Regions from separate parts of the Rattus norvegicus genome. Here region 1 is linked to region 2. Evidence: chromatin contacts called from public Hi-C data. All regions are on one chromosome and are shown on one strand. The core of a region is the stretch at or near the end of the contact, and the rest is flanking DNA. Distances in the headings are between cores, read along the strand shown. Region 1 overlaps Cdkal1 (CDK5 regulatory subunit associated protein 1-like 1). Region 2 overlaps Cdkal1 (CDK5 regulatory subunit associated protein 1-like 1).

Region 1 (3,718 bases), core at 770-3,269, 340 kb after region 2:
CATTAGCAATAGCATATCTTATCAATTGTACATACACACGCTGATGGAAACTTATTAGGTTTCTGGAACTGATGTCAATGCTTTACTCTCAGGTGATATGAAGTCCTTGTAAAGTACATTTCTCAGTTCAGCAGACGAAAGGATGTCCTTCCCGGACAGGACCAAGTCCCAAGGGGAAAGTGATGCAGGGTGATTATTAACTTACTCTCTCCTGTGTGTCTTGGGAGGTTTAGCAGCAGTGATTTGATAGGAATAGCCTTTGTGTCCTTTCTGTAAATGAGTGTATGTTCAAAAGCCAGAATGCCCAAGTCTTGAGGCACAGAAATCAGATGATTCTCTTTTCTACATACTCCTGTCAAATTCCACCCTTCTTGTCTCATAAGCTTTAGTCTCTAAATTTCCTGGCTAATTGGCTCCTTATTTGTACATATCTCTACTCTCCAGTAACCAAAATTTTGTCTTCCAAATAGTATTTGCCCAAAATAATCCTGATTTGTGGTTTACTTTGCAGTTAGGTTTTCATTTATGCTACGGTGGCGAGAAGAAACGATAATCAGGGCAGCGATTGGTGTTTAGTGTACTGTTGACCACACCTACTTAACTTCTGTGTGGCATAACTAGGGGCACATCCATTCTGGTCTCCTCATTTTTCACAGTTGCCATTCTTGGGTGGTGTGTGAGTTACCACATGGTGAGATGTACAGTGGCCTCACAAGAGGAAGCCCTAGTGCTGGAAGAAAGGTTTGGGATATTAACATGTGATGTTCTCTTTCTTACTAATTGCTAGGTGAAGGTGGTAAAGGTAATTAAATACGGAGTTTGGCAGTTATGTTTTAGCCAGAGAAATAGGTTTTCTTATAGATTTTACTATATATGTATCGCTAGTTTATATTTCACAGTTATGTGATATAGAATGACTTTGGAAACATGTCAATAAAGCATCTAAACATTTGAAGCAATTTTCTTGTCTGGATGGACTCTAAAACAGCATGAGAGGTGGCATGAGACTGTGCAGCTCTGACAGCCTCATTTAGTAATTGAGGCGGTTTCCAGAAAATTGTGAGATATCGAATTATATCTTCACAATTTAGTTAGGTTATATTTAGTTAGGTAGGTAGTTGCTTGGTTATGATTGTGGGGCAGGTGTTAATTATGAGAACATGATGACTCAAGGGCATCTGTGTCACCAAAAGTGACCTCTCCTTATTAGAATGCTGTCTTACGGCTCAGTGGGACTTCTTCATACACTGATCACTGTTTGGAACTTATATAACATTGTATCGGTTCACTCCTTTGCTTAGTCATTCCTCATGAGGAAACACTTGGATTCTTTCCAGTTTGCTAGCAGCTTGTAAGGGTTCTGCATGAGTTCTTTTTTCCTTTCTTGCTTTTGAGGTGGAAGCCATAGCCACAGGTTACACTTTACAATTAAATAGAAATGTATGTATGCCGTCATTATAGCTAATACATAAATGTCGGATAATATGAAACAATGATTGGATACATTTGTATTTTACTGTTTTGTGGGTTCATTGTACATATAGTTAAAATACACAATTTTAGCCTGTGTGGGGTTAATTCCTTTGAAGTAGGCTGTGACAGATTTCCAGTTGAAGGTAAGGAACAAGCCTGTTAGATTTGATCTGAAATAAACTAATTTTTCTAGTTTCAATGTGAACCTCACCTTTTGAGTGACAGGACTTGAAACAAACTTAGAGGTCCCCTTCATACTAAAACGCTAGCTACCCTTAATGACTTGGACACTGTTATTTCTGTTTCGCGGGATTGTATGAATTATCGTTATATCTTTGCTTTTATGGTATAGTTGTGCTCTTATCACAGTTTATTCCATGCTGAGTCACAGACAGGAGAGCAGCAGTCCATGTTTTTATTATTCCTGTGAGAAAAGGCAGACTTTCATGATGCATTTTCCAGGAATTCATTGTGGAGAAAAACGGAGACAGCCGGTGTATAAACCAGACACATACGCAGTCTTAAGGAAGATATTATCAGAGAGAATTGTTTCCTTTCCAGACACCCCGGGTTGTTTGGTTGCCTTTATCTGTTATTGGACACGACCTTGTGAATTATGTTGTCCGTTTACGATAGCTACTAATACCAGTGGCGCTCAGAACCTTCTTGGCATGCGTCAGCTCTCTCCTGTTCATCCTTTTCCTGACCCCTCACTCTGTGGTACCTCCTACAACAGGTGTGTTTCTTGTCCATCCAAGGCCCCTATGCCACCTGCATTTCCTCTATGGCCGAAACTTGCTGAAGAAGTTGAACACTTTAGTCCCGCTAGAGCTGTCTTCGTGGTTGCTAAGTCCCCTTCCTTTTCACTCTATTCCTCCATGTTCCTATTAGCCACATCGAATCTTTTCCCTGCAGTTTATCTTCATTCTGTAAGCACCAAAGCGAATCCTCAGCAACAAGACCAGACTTCCCAGAAAGGGCTGCTGTGTCCACCCTCCTCCCACAGCTCACTATACATTAGCCTTTCACCATCCTTCCTATGCCAAGTGTGGCTTGGGGCACAGTCAAGCAGATCCTCATGCACACAAGGGGAGAGGAGTGATAACGGCTGGCCTGGAGCCTCTCGTGTCCTTGTTCCTAAAAGTAGGATCATGTGAGGGAGGACCTGGGCGGAGCTGGTGAGGGCTTTGGCCTACCAGCCTGATTTAGAACCTGCTACATACACACGGGCACTCAGCCGAAATGGAGGGAGAAATAAGGCTAGATTCAGGAATGCAACAGGCCAGAGCAGGAGCTAGGAAGCTGAAGGAAGATGTGAGGCAGTAGGGTCAGTGGACAGGGTTCAGTCACCCTGGCGAGCGAGCCTGGGGATCTGTACATTAAGTTTCCTTTCTTGACTGCTGAAGCAACCTCCCTGTTACTCCCCCTCTTCAACCTTGGTCAGAGTCATCCGTCCATTTCAGGGTCCATTCTGTGCCGTGTCAGGTCTCAGAACTGAGTAGGCATTATCTCTTTTGATCTTCCCAGCATTCAACGGGCATTTATTAGTCGGCTTGCGTTGTCATAACAAAGTACCACACATTGAGTGGCTTAAACCACAAAAATGTGTTTTCTTAAAGTTCTAATAGCTGAAAGTAGAAGAACAAGGTGTCGGTAGATTCTGTCTGGTGAGGACTCTTGCCCTGACTTGCAGATGGCTGCCTTCTCTCCACATCTTCTATGTGTATGAGACTGAGAGGGAGAGCTTGCTGACCTACCTCACCCTGAGGTCAACAGCCCTGTTGAATTAAGGTTTGCCCTTCAGGGCTTTATTTACCACATATATTCCTGGTGAGGGCAAGGCACAGCTCTAATGTCAGGGGATGGGGATCCATTTCATTGTATAACAGCTGGTTAGGGATTATCCTCCATGTACATTAACATCAGGTGCTGAGGGATGCTGCTGTCCTGCTCGTTCTTATAACCATCATCTAACTAATGTCATGAGTTCTTTTGCTTGAAGTATTGATCACTATCCAAATTAGAGAGCAGGGGAAGAGGAGGTGGAGGAAGGGGCAGAGAGAGAGAGAGAGAGAGAGAGAGAGAGAGAGAGAGAGAGGAGGAAGAGGAGGAGGAAGAAGAGGAAGAGGAGGAGGAAGAGGAGGAGGAGGAGGAGGAGGAGGAGGAGGAGGAGGAGGAGGAGGAGGAGGAGGAATTCTGTGGAGTTTCCTTCTTGAAAGGCTTGGTCTTCAGAGTGGGGAGAGTA
Region 2 (3,889 bases), core at 277-2,776:
TTTTTAATGTCTGAGAGGAAGTATCCAAAACAGAAAAGTAGGTATCACAGGCAGTTTTACAGAAGCTAGCGCTCCTTGGTTATACCTATGTCTCTAGTCCTTAACCGTGAGTCATGTATTTAAATACTGCACAGTGTATGGTGGAGAAATTGAGAACTCTATGTAGAGAAAGAGTCAAGCTGACCAAAGTTTAAATAGCTAAGTCTGTTACAGTGAAAATTCCGTAGGGGAAATTTATAGATCTTAAATACATTTTCTTACATTTTTGTCAACAGAATATTTTTATCTTTATTATAGAAAATATACTTAGGATATTTCTTCCTTATATTTAGCCTTTTATATGGTAGGAACAGTATCTACTGTTCTGTTGAGTTCTGCCCTAAAACTGTTTCTTCTCCAGCCTTTGGATCAACTTTTGTTCTTAAGGATACTGATAAATCCAAACACCGATAAAACCTGGAGAATGTTGTCATAGAAATGATTCTGGCTTCTCTAGGCCCATGACTCTTCATGTCAGGAATGGTTCTAGGGCTGTTACAATGACCAGTAAATGGCTGGCAGACATTAGCCTTTAGGCTCTAATGAAGAAACTTCCCATCTATGATGTCTTAGACTCCAGTACCTTACATGCACTGACCATGCTAATGAAATTTGAATCAAGCATGTATTTAATGGCTTTTGATCAATTTAGATGTCTTTTAGTTGTCTATGTTTCCCTCCTGTGTATCTTTGTCTGTGGTGAGTGTTAATTAGGAAGCGAGGTAAACTCTGATGGCTTCTTTGGGTAGTCAGCGAGTCAGACAGCAGTGATTTTTATCAGAGAAATATGTGGGATTAGGTGTCAGAGGATATGGAGTCTTGTTCCAAAAATGGCTGGTAGTCAGTGAACATCCTCATCTTTTCTCAGGTTTTTAATTCTCACAAATGAATCATGTTGACTATGGCAGAAGTGAGAGGCCGGGTACACCATGTAACTTTGTCTGAGGTGAAGCCCTTGATTAGAACTGTCAGGTGTGAAGCTCTGTTTGAACTTTTCTTACTCTTCCCTTCCCTGCCCTGTCCCACGCAGACCCCACTCAGGTCCTTCTTTTACAGTGCCGTGGCCTCCAGCCTCTCTTTCCCACCTGTTTGTGCTTTGCTCTTACTGGGACGCACCCGAGTAAAGAACAGTCTTCTCCTTTTGTGTTCCTAGCACCCACTGTATTTTGCCTACAATATGTACTTGATTAGGATTTAATGGTTTATGTCAATATTCATGCCATTTTATGGGAAGCAAACAGAGCTTGCTCTGTATGTGTTTTCTCTTTCTTGTGCTGCTCTTGTCCCTTGTTAGGTACAAAGCAAGGGATGACATGCTACCACCTGAACAGACAGGGTTTAGCATCTTTGTAGTCTGTATTTAGTTATTAAGTTTTCGAGGCCCTTTCTTCCAGCAAACCAGTGAAATGGCTTTGTCCGTACCTTTCAGATGTGATTCATAGGCTCTGGTGACCATGAGTCAGTAAAAAGGCACATGCTCTTTGCTACTTTCCTCCGTTGGCTCTTTTCCTCTTTTTACTTACTGGTGACTCCTTGGCGCATCTGGCCAGTGTTGGGTGTTTCTTTCTGACTTACCATTTCTTCTGTACCTGCCAAACAAATGCTTTTACTCTGGTCAGGAGCATTTCCAGTGAGTTAGTTTTACTGTTGGCGTAGTCATGGACCACCTGATAAATCCCAGTGTGTCACACTAATGAGTGCTGACTGCCAGTCACCAGATTGTTTGGTTTGGGGATATCTTACTGATGGTTTTGAGTGTAGAAAAAATTTCTTTTCTGATTGTAAAATTAACCTCCAAATAATACATTTTTCACCCATAGCTGTTTTTGTGTGGTTCAAGTTTCTAGAAAGAGTGATATATTGAACTTAAATCTGTATGTAGGGGGGAGGGGAGAAAAAGCAAAGGCATAGTGTTAGATTGTACAGGAATGACCAACTGGCCCTGTGGCCTTAGTGACACTGTCCAATGTTCCTGAACCACAGGTTATTCATAAATAAGATGAACACATGAAGTCCAGTGCGCCTCAGACTCTTTATAGATTCATTTATTCACTAGGTATGCATGGATCGCAGGCCTGTGCTGTGTATTCAACCAAGGAGACAAATCTGGTCTTACCCTTGCAAGAAGACTTCCATCTCCCCTCTGTCCGTCCACCTGCCCTTCTCCCTGCTTGCTGGTTTGGTCAGTGGGTAGATAAGGAGCAAATGAAGCAATGTGAAGTGATTCATGACAAATTCATGGGCTCTTGTCTTATGTACAAAATGACTGACCTTTTTTTTTTGTGAACATAAATGGTCTATAGATACAATAGCTGATATTTGCTTTAATGTTATTAAAATGAGGTGGATTATCTAGTAATGGCAAATTAATTAGGTGCTTTTTAAGTGAGAAGGTGGAAGACTTGGCTGTTATAAGTTTAGGTGCAGTGTATATAAAACAGGAAAAGGATTTATTCTTGACATTGAAAAGCAACTTAAAGAAAAGCACAAGATCTGGGTAGTTATTCATACAGCTGTGGGTGCTGAATATCAGAAGTAAGTTTATTTTGGGGAAAATCATCTTTGGTATAAGTCAGGCCTCTTATTTTGAACATTTTACCTTTATTCTGGAGAACTGAAATTTATTATGTTACAAATGGGAAAATTAATTTGAATGGAGTTAATACAAAGGAATAAAATATCATTTAATTGAGAAATAGGGTAAGGTCTCCAAAATGAGGACACATTTCTTACTTGTACTCGTCTGAAGGAAGCCCGGGTTTGTACAGGTTTGTACAGGTTAGTTCAGGTTTGTACAGGTTTGTACAGGTTAGTTCAGGTTAAGTTCAGGAGAGTTTAGCTGTGGGCAGATGCCAGGTTGGTGTCGAACAGTTCAATTCTCTGACTTCTCCGAAGACACTGATGAGGGCAGCTAACCTTATTGGTTATTAGGTGGCAAGAGTAAGTTCAATTTTCTCTGTACTCGTGACGATTAGAGGCTGGTTCTAGCATATCTAGTGCTCGAGTTTCAAGGCTACCTCTATTTGAGAGCTGCTTTGGGGAGATAACCTTGTACCACATACATTTTAATGAGTGCATTCCTTTTACCACCTGCTGAAGCCGACTCGGAGTGACTACTGACCTGAAGTGAATGCCTGCGTTCAATATTAATATGGCATGTCTGAATCCAGACAGCAATCTTTCATTTTGACATGCACATAGTCAAAGTAAATTAATGTTTAAAACCTGAACACTCCAAGTTCAGCCAGTGTGTGAGTCCCATAATAATCCTTCAGATGCAGTTTACATAGAAATGCTGAGTGCTTTCTTATACTTTATTTATCATACACATGGGTCTGCACTGCTGCATTCGTAACAGCGTTCATCTAGTCCTGTTGTTGTGGTTCACGTGTTTTGCATTCGCTAATAAAAGTAATTTCCTTGTTCCTAGATTTATTTTTTTGCATTATTTTAGGGAAAGTTAATATTTTAAAAAACATATTCACATGCTTTGGAGGGCAGTCACAATTCAGTCATTTTATGGTAGTTCCGTACTTTATTTCTGCCCACATCACAGTCTTTGGTGACAAAGATAGGCAATGCCAACTCGGTGGGGCCTGGAGCAGGTGTGAGTTTGTGCTGGGGGGACTTTCCTTCCGTGGATACCGTTTTGTTTTTGATTTTATTGGTTAAAAACCATCCATGACAGATGTAGTAATAGGGAAATTCTATTAACATTTAAGTATTAAATTAGCTAGTAGCCAGAGCCTCCTTTTAATATGATGACAGTTTGTAAGTTTGGGATCCTAAGGACCACATCGCATAACATGCTGTACATTTCCTGTTGGCCTGTTTCCCCTTTAAAGTGGGT

What was found. A called contact is a pair of places that touch in the nucleus more often than the background predicts.
Region 1: a contact with region 2 is called in a Hi-C map of the A7r5 cell line, with 5 times the contacts expected there. The contact joins two enhancer-like sites. A contact is called at or near these places in 2 of 12 Hi-C or Micro-C datasets (the A7r5 cell line and mammary epithelial cells).

The regions. Positions count from the first base shown.
Region 1 is chr17:35,292,157-35,295,874 of GRCr8, forward strand. The region is part of intron 11 of Cdkal1 (CDK5 regulatory subunit associated protein 1-like 1); the gene reads left to right. Among named protein-coding and RNA genes, the nearest start is that of Cdkal1, 370 kb to the left of the region's middle. Within about 2 kb of position 2,020, at least 4 of the 93 cell types and tissues checked have an H3K27ac peak or open chromatin away from gene starts, as enhancers often do. A contact at or near this core is called in the A7r5 cell line, where this site is marked.
Region 2 is chr17:34,948,310-34,952,198 of GRCr8, forward strand. The region is part of intron 4 of Cdkal1 (CDK5 regulatory subunit associated protein 1-like 1); the gene reads left to right. Among named protein-coding and RNA genes, the nearest start is that of Cdkal1, 23 kb to the left of the region's middle. Within about 2 kb of position 1,527, at least 5 of the 93 cell types and tissues checked have an H3K27ac peak or open chromatin away from gene starts, as enhancers often do. A contact at or near this core is called in the A7r5 cell line, where this site is marked.